2 separate regions of the Anas platyrhynchos genome follow, and region 2 is linked to region 1. A link is a contact called in public Hi-C data. All regions are on one chromosome and are shown on one strand. The core of a region is the stretch at or near the end of the contact, and the rest is flanking DNA. Distances in the headings are between cores, read along the strand shown.

Region 1 (3,766 bases), core at 356-2,855:
ATATTTAATATGCTGAATTGAGACCTATAAGAAATCTGCAAAAATTAGATCCTTGTTCACACCAAAATTAAACCTTACCTCTGGTTCTTACCTTTCAATATTTTTTTTACAAAAACATTAAGTCAGTGAACTGTTTCACAGTAATTTTAGTTTTTTATCTGGCTTTACATATTCTGTCTTCTTAGTCAAAGAAACCTTTATTGCTTTTCAGCCTTTTGAAAGACAGTAAAACCTTCCTGTCATTAAAATTGTCTGTGACCCTGACAAACTTTAGAATGCCAACCTGAAGTGTATTGGTAGCATGCTTTTTTAGTAAATACTTCATATTTGTAAAATTTGTGTTTGTCTATGTATGCCTTCCTTGCATCTTTAAGTAGGGGATTAAAAATGATGGAGGTGGTTCAGAAAGAAAATCTATTATTAATTTAGTGGAAGTAGTTAGATGTTCATCTCCTGTGCAGCTCTTAAAATATTTAGTTCTTTAATGATAGTAATATGTTCATTATAATGAATTACATTCTGGGAGAATCTTTTTCCAACAAGGATTTTGCTTCATTGGAAATAGTTGAGACTTCATTAAAAATTGATCATATCAATTATTTCATTAAAGCAAAGTCTCAATTTTTTCATTCAGATAGTGTTTCAAACTGCTACAATGTGGTTTTCTTTGTATTTATTCAAGTGCATAAGAGGAAAATGTCCGTGTTCGAATTTTTCAATATGAGTACATACATTAAGAATTTTAAATAACTACTAGAGCCCCTCCTAGTTGCATATTTCATGGGCTTTAATTCCTAAATTCACAAATTAACTTTAAGCCATTAATTTCAGTATAAGTGCTACTAGAATTGCTACTTGTGCTGGCTGTCATGAGTACTATTTGGTATTGCAACAGTACCCTAGGGCTATTAAGGTTTAAGTAAATGTGGAGTTACATAGCCTAGCACAGGAAAAAAAAAAAAAAAAAAAGAAAGAAAAAGGAAAAAAAAAAGATCTTTGTCTAGTAAAGGAATAGATCAGGCTGGGAGGCATCATACAAGTGACGTGGTGAGAGAGCAACCACTGACTCACAGCTTTTTTAGCTCCAGTTTCTTATATTGTACCTGCTGCTTTTACTTCCTCCCTTTTGTTTCCCTGCGTCAGTTTTGGCTTTTGATTTCTTCTGGTCCGTGTTTGCCAAGTCTTCACTGCTCTGGGCATTTGGGTGAGGAAACATGACCTCAGATAAAAATCCTCAGGGTGATTACTGAGGACGGGGGAGGCTACAAGGCTGGTAAGAGCCCAGCTTTTGGGAGAGCTGATTCACTGCCCTCAATGTCCTTGGGAGCGCCCCTTGCCTTGTGATGACAGGCAAAAGATGCAGCTGTGTCAGATTCATAGCTCAGTTTTAATAAAAATAGCTTATTGGCAAGGTGAGAGTGGCGTGTGGGACCTGCGCTACTGGATCGTAATATCTTCCCAAAATGCTGTTTGCAATTGAGGTTTATTTTTGCTGAAGACAGGCCTGCCCTCAGAGGAAAAGCACGCCTCCCCTCCCACCCCAGCAGGGTCTCATCAGCTGCTCGGCGTTGTGCAGGAAGTCTGCGGCAGGGCCTGGCGCTGAACCTACATGTCAGTGTCTAAACCACAGGCACATCCTTCCTCCTTGCCTCCCCCAGTTTTAAACAGCATTAATAGGGTGTGTTTTTTGTTCAGAATCGATGGGCTTGTTTCACTTTAACCTCTGCCTCGTGGGATATACTAGGTGCGAAGATAATCTAAGATAAGGACGTTTCAGTGATTTTGGTGCTAAAAGGGAAGGGAGCTTGGTTTCCTGCATTCTTTTCATTATTGTTCCAGCCTAAATTAATTCATCCAAATCTCCTCTCCATTCTTGAGCATCCCACGCGCTGGATTCCATCCCCTGGCCTTGGCAGCATCCCTGGATCCCCAGCCCCGCCTCTGCAGAGTTAGCCCTCGTCCGTGGGGCAGTTTGCTCAATCGCGTATGATAATCCCTGCAGCTGCCAGTCCAGAATGCTTATCTGATATTTCCCCTACTCTTCTTTGTCCTAAACTATTTAATGTGGAGGCCAGAAGGAAAATCAGTTCCCACCGTGCTGTCACAGAGCAGTAAACAACTCGCTGCTTGCTTTAAGGAGCACCTAACGGTGCCTGCGAGCGAAGCAGCCGCGCACTTCAGAGCGACTCGTGCAGGGAAGCCGTGTGGGCTGGACACGCGGCTGTGCTTCCATCTCAGCTGCCTGAGGCGGGGTTTTCCTCTCCTTTTTCAGCTAAAATAGACGGAGTCTCTGGAGCAACACTAGAGGGTATTCTAATACATCATAAAATTCTAGACGCAACACAGTAACATGTCAGGGCAGTGAGGCACGGACCTTAGTTTTTTGCAAAGTTCATAGGTGCTGAGATGCAATGGATTTAACATGGATTCATAACTACTAAAATCTTAGGGAATTGTTTAAATGTTTGGGACAGTTATTGGAAGAGAAGCGTCACTTCTCTAAAACAAATGGAGCATGCTGGGATCTTCAGCAATTCATAAATTCCAGGTCCAAGAAAATAATTTGGGACAATCAGGGAACTGAGCCACTTGTGTGCATAGCCCAACAGCAGAAGGAGCTTTTGCCCATTGGGAAGATGCAGAAAGGCATTGCAGGGTCTGCTCTGATACTGACATTTTAATGCTGTGCAATCCAAGACATATGTTTGGGAGAAAAGTAACTTCGTGATGCTTTTCCTTACTGTGTTGTAGAAAGAAAATAAACCTATAAAAAAAAAAAAAAAGTTCTATGTTAAAGTTAGAAGCAATGTCTTACTGATGAAACTCCTGGAGGCCATTCCAGCAGGATGCTGTTAGCTGCCTTCCATTCCCATTGGCTTTCCATATGAAGACTCAGGTGTTCTGCAGTATTTCCTGCATAAACAAACCCTTTTCTTCTCTTACGTTTATTAAAGGTGAGGGCAGGGAGAAAGGCTGATGGTCAGTCTTAATGGGCAAATTTTTTCAAGGCTCTGATTGAAGAAGTTTCTATTACTTCCAGGTTGCTTGACCAAATAGCCCAGAGAAACTGAGTTTTTGCTTGTTTTGTTGGTTTTCTGTTTCTTTTGTGAGCCTTCAGTCTTTGCCCTCTGAAAACAGAGCCCATTTGAGGGTCTTAGTGCTAAAACCAGTGGTTACTTTATCTGCAGTGCTCATGTGAGAGTTTCTGGCTTTCCTTAATGCTGTTGCAAATTGCTTCATGGGAGAGTTAAAGATGAAGATATTCAACTAATGCTCCCATCACAAGAATATTTAATTACAGATTTAAAAGGCAGCGGTCTTCTCTGACATTCACCACTTCTAAGCAGCATTACATAATTCATGTTCACTTGATACTTTATAAACAGTTATTTGGTATTAGGCACTTACAGACGTTGAGGTGGCTACATAAAATGTAATCCAATCTGGCTAAATCTATAAGATCTGGTGCAGAAGTGCTTTGTTACGAGGTACAGATTGTGTTTCAACTTCACTTATTGTCAGTCACTTTGACAAATGACATCTTGGAAGAAGCATGGACTTGAAGGTTAGATGCAAATGAAGTGCTGAGTTTGGTATTTTGTCTCACTAAAATTTACATCATTCCCAGTAAATATACACCTTCTAGGCTATTCACAGTGTGGATAAACTAAGGAAATGGGTTTCTGTTTGCAGTTATGAACAGCTGCATGCAGTGGAGGTGTGTTTGCTTCAACTGCAGAAGCAGTGGTGGGGCTTTCAGCTGTGA
Region 2 (3,766 bases), core at 489-2,988, 140 kb before region 1:
AGCACCACTGATTTATTATAGTGACATTACATCTTTTTGAGGATTAATTTTTAGCCAATTTCTTCAGCGAAGATTTTCACTAAGCCATCCACATATGGTAAACAGGTCATTTCCCCAGTAGGTTACAGTTAACTCAGGTTCACTACTGAAGAATACAGTGTTCCAAATATTCCTGGGAGCATAAACTATATTCCATTCACCACCAATTAATTTTATTTACCATGGTGTTACCAGTTACACCATGATACAAGAATCAGGATAGCTCTCAGATGTATCTAACAACCTTCTTAAATCTTAATTAATACAAACTATTTCATCTCAGTAGAAAATTCTGATTTCTCTATGTTATTGTTCATTTCCAAATTATAATGAATATATTAAATAACATCAAACCCAGGATCTATCCTTGGAGAATCCAGGCTGTGACAACCCAAATGAAGGAGAATTTTAGAAATTATGAGTGTGATTTTAAATGTCTCACTGAGACACAGTGAAATCCCACATCCCATGAGAAAGAGTCTAAGAAAAATTGGCTTAATCTAAAAAAAACAGAGAGAGAGAGAGAAGTTATGCAACCTTTTCCTGAAGAATAATAGCAGGACATTTCTCATATAGAAGTCAAAGCTGGTCTGCCTTTGGAAGAAGCACATTTTAAAGACAAGTAAAAATTAAAGACACGCTGAAGTTTTTAAGCAGTTGTGCCAATGTACGTGTCTTAAAACAAATGCTTCCATCTGCCAGCTTTGTAGGGACATGGGGCTGAACGTGACATTCTGAATGGTCAGATTCATTCCTGCCTGTCACATGCACCACGTCCCATTAATCCCACCAGATAACTCTAACGCTCTACCTTAAAAAAAAAACACAGTAGGTATTTTGTTTCCACTCCTCTCACTGAAAAGCTGTTGCTGAGCTGATTGCTCAGAAGAGACCTTTTTTAGTTTTCAGTGTCCATTTATTCATGGCCAGTTTATTGTATTCGTATTGTGTTTGAGCTTTTGTCAATTACTTCCCTTCCTTTACTAGCACATAGCAAAACATGTTACTTACACTAAATATTTATACTATTGGAAACACCTCAAGCGGGTCACTGTCACATTCATGATTTTTATGGTTACAAGGGCAGACCTATCACTTAATTCAGATAATCAGAAAACGGCAACAATAATCAAAAGCCTAAAAATGGTTAAGATAATATAGTATTGGAGTATGTTATATAGATGACACATTCAGGTTAGTAACAGATTACAAAGGAAGGTTTCTGTTCTGCAGACGATGCTCCTCTGCCAGCAAGCCCCTACTTGGTGTTGTGATGCCTGCCTGCAGATGCCCCCAACCTCTGAAACATCCAAAATTCGGTGAGATTTGCTCCCCCACAGCCCACCCACCTGTTAGCGGTATTTAGGGTAAAACACCTGTCTTTAAGGTTTAGTCTCTCTCATTTCCCCCCTCTCGTCTATTATCCACACAGCTTTAGGTGCGACACCTCTCACGTTGCTGTCCCCCACGAACTCCGCAGGTAAACCTCACAGCTTTATTATAACCCTGAGACTACACTACTTTCCTCACTGGTGTAGGCAAAGCAGTAAGCCTGAAAGAAACCTTAAGAAACAAAGCACCAACCGGGCGTTATTCCTCCGCCACCGGCTCTCCCCTCAGCCCCCCGGCCCCGCTCCCCGATGGCGCCGCCGTTCCCCTGTTGCTAGGAGGCGGCTGCGGCGCATGCGCTGGGCGGCGGGCGGGAAGGTGGCGCCCGCGGCCGGGCGCCGCTGAGGGGAGCCCGGGATGGCGGCCCCCCCGCCTCCCCTCGGCTCCCTCAGCCGCCCGGCGGCGGGTCCAAGCGGGCTCCCCGTGGCCCTGCCGCCGCCTGCAGCCCTCCCTGTGTCACTGCAGAGCGCTGTGCCGCCCCCTTTACCCCGCCAGGCCGCGCCCCGGCTGCTAGAAATGCGGCTTTTTGCTTGTTTTTGGCCGCAGTGTGGCGGGGCAGGAGTTCAGGGAGGGCTTTGGAGGGGGGAGCTGAGGGTACAGGGCAGAGGGAAGCGAGGATCCTGCTTCTGGCCCTGGATTTTGCTGTAAGCAGCCGTGGGAGAGGGGAAAATGGCAAATAATGGCACGCAGTTGAGTCCCCTTTGCAATTTATCCCCACTCAGGAGTGCAAGTGGCAATTCTTTTAGGGAAGGGCTAAGTCTTTAATACAGGTGGGCTGGGGTACTGATGAAAAAATAAATCCTTAACTTCTCTAAATGAAAGAGAAAGGCTAGTTCCTCACACAAGTAATACTGAATTCTTATGAAAATTAATAAATATATACCATCTGTTTAAAAACTAAAAGTTCTCCTGTGCATCCTTCCATCATATTCTTTCTTTCTTTCTTCCTTCCTTCCTTCCTTTCTTTTTTGGCTCATATTATTCTTGTTTCACTGTCTGCAGAGCATTTGTGGGAAAATAAAAAGCCGTCGGTTCTTGGGAGCAAGCAGATAAAACAGTTATGCAACATAGAGCAAGGCAGAGGCAAATCTCTGTTAGAGCATCATGCATGGTGGCCCCGCAGTTAAGACACCAGCACAGAGCTTTGTTAGAGGACCAGAAGAGTTATCTCCTTTCTATTATCAGCTTTGGGCTGATGATGGAGAAAGCCATGCCAGATAGTTGTGCTATTTTCAGAACAAGAATTCATTGTCGTATTCTCTTTTGCCAGCTAAGGCTGTTTTGGAGTGAATGCTAAGCCAAATTCTGAAATCGAATAACATTTTCTAACTTCAAATTGCAGTTTAATTGCCATCAGTAACTGCAGAAGCAAATGGGAACAGGCAAATATAATCATTTTTGGACCTCAAAATCGGGTAATAATAGGTAAAGACATTACAGCTACTATTAACTCTCTCCTGTGATCTCTTTTTTATCACATATCTCATTCCTTTCTTCCCAGATTTTTTATTACGTTGCACTGCAAGTATAAATTCAGTTCTATTTTTATAATCCATATCAATCTGCAGAGATCGTAGCACAAATAGGTCCAGGCCTTGTTGGTTTATTCTGTGATAAATGTGATTACAGTTGTAGCAGAAGAGTTGGTGGGTCATTTTTAGTTGTAAACAAGCCCCATACATAATGGTGTCTTGTTCCACTTTTACCATCACCACTCCCGTAGAAAACGTAGAGATTTACGATCACCTTCACTAGAAACAGCTGCGATAACAAGTCGGAGCCATTTATACTGATCTGTATCTAACCAGAGAAATCATACTGAAGATCTAAAGCCAGTCTCAGACTGACTGACTCTCCATGAAGTCCCACTGATCTTTGATAGTTACAATGGATATTAGAGACAGGGAAAGAAGGGGGAAAAAATGTAGCTGCTTGGTAGAGAGAGGCAAGTCACCTGCTTCACAAACTTCTTGTGGGTCTTTATTTTTCTAAAGAGGCACTGCAGATGACAAATGTAAGGAGAGATGAATGTAACTACAGAAGGCAAAGATTTGGGTTTAAACTCTGTGCTGGGGCTGGCTGGGATGGAGCTAATTTTCCTCACTGCAGCTAGTATGTTGCTGTGTTGTAGATCTGTGGCTAAAACAGTGCTGATAACACTCCCGTGTTTCAGCTGTTGCTGAGCAGTGCTTGCACAGCATCAAGGCCTTCTCATTCTCACACTGCCCCCACAGTGAGGAGGCTGGGGGTGGGCAAGAGGCTGAGCTGGGACAGCTGACCCCAACTGACCATGGGGTTTTTCTGTACTAATATAGCTCAGCAATAAAAACTGGGGGGT

The links. A called contact is a pair of places that touch in the nucleus more often than the background predicts.
Region 2: a contact with region 1 is called in a Hi-C map of subcutaneous adipose tissue, with 1.6 times the contacts expected there. The contact joins the promoter of ARMC3 here to the enhancer-like site in region 1. A contact is called at or near these places in 2 of 8 Hi-C or Micro-C datasets (skeletal muscle and subcutaneous adipose tissue).

Annotation. Positions count from the first base shown.
Region 1 is chr2:140,755,285-140,759,050 of IASCAAS_PekinDuck_T2T, reverse strand. All of the region lies in intron 5 of PIP4K2A (phosphatidylinositol-5-phosphate 4-kinase type 2 alpha), which reads left to right. Among named protein-coding and RNA genes, the nearest start is that of PIP4K2A, 97 kb to the left of the region's middle. Within about 2 kb of position 1,605, at least 3 of the 8 cell types and tissues checked have an H3K27ac peak or open chromatin away from gene starts, as enhancers often do. A contact at or near this core is called in subcutaneous adipose tissue, where this site is marked.
Region 2 is chr2:140,896,866-140,900,631 of IASCAAS_PekinDuck_T2T, reverse strand. ARMC3 (armadillo repeat containing 3) reads right to left here and starts at 1,738. Exons shown (of 18, transcript XM_072033698.1): 1 at 1,624-1,738. It overlaps LOC106020362 (a long non-coding RNA gene), which reads left to right and starts at 3,260. Exons shown (of 4, transcript XR_002406741.4): 1 at 3,260-3,400.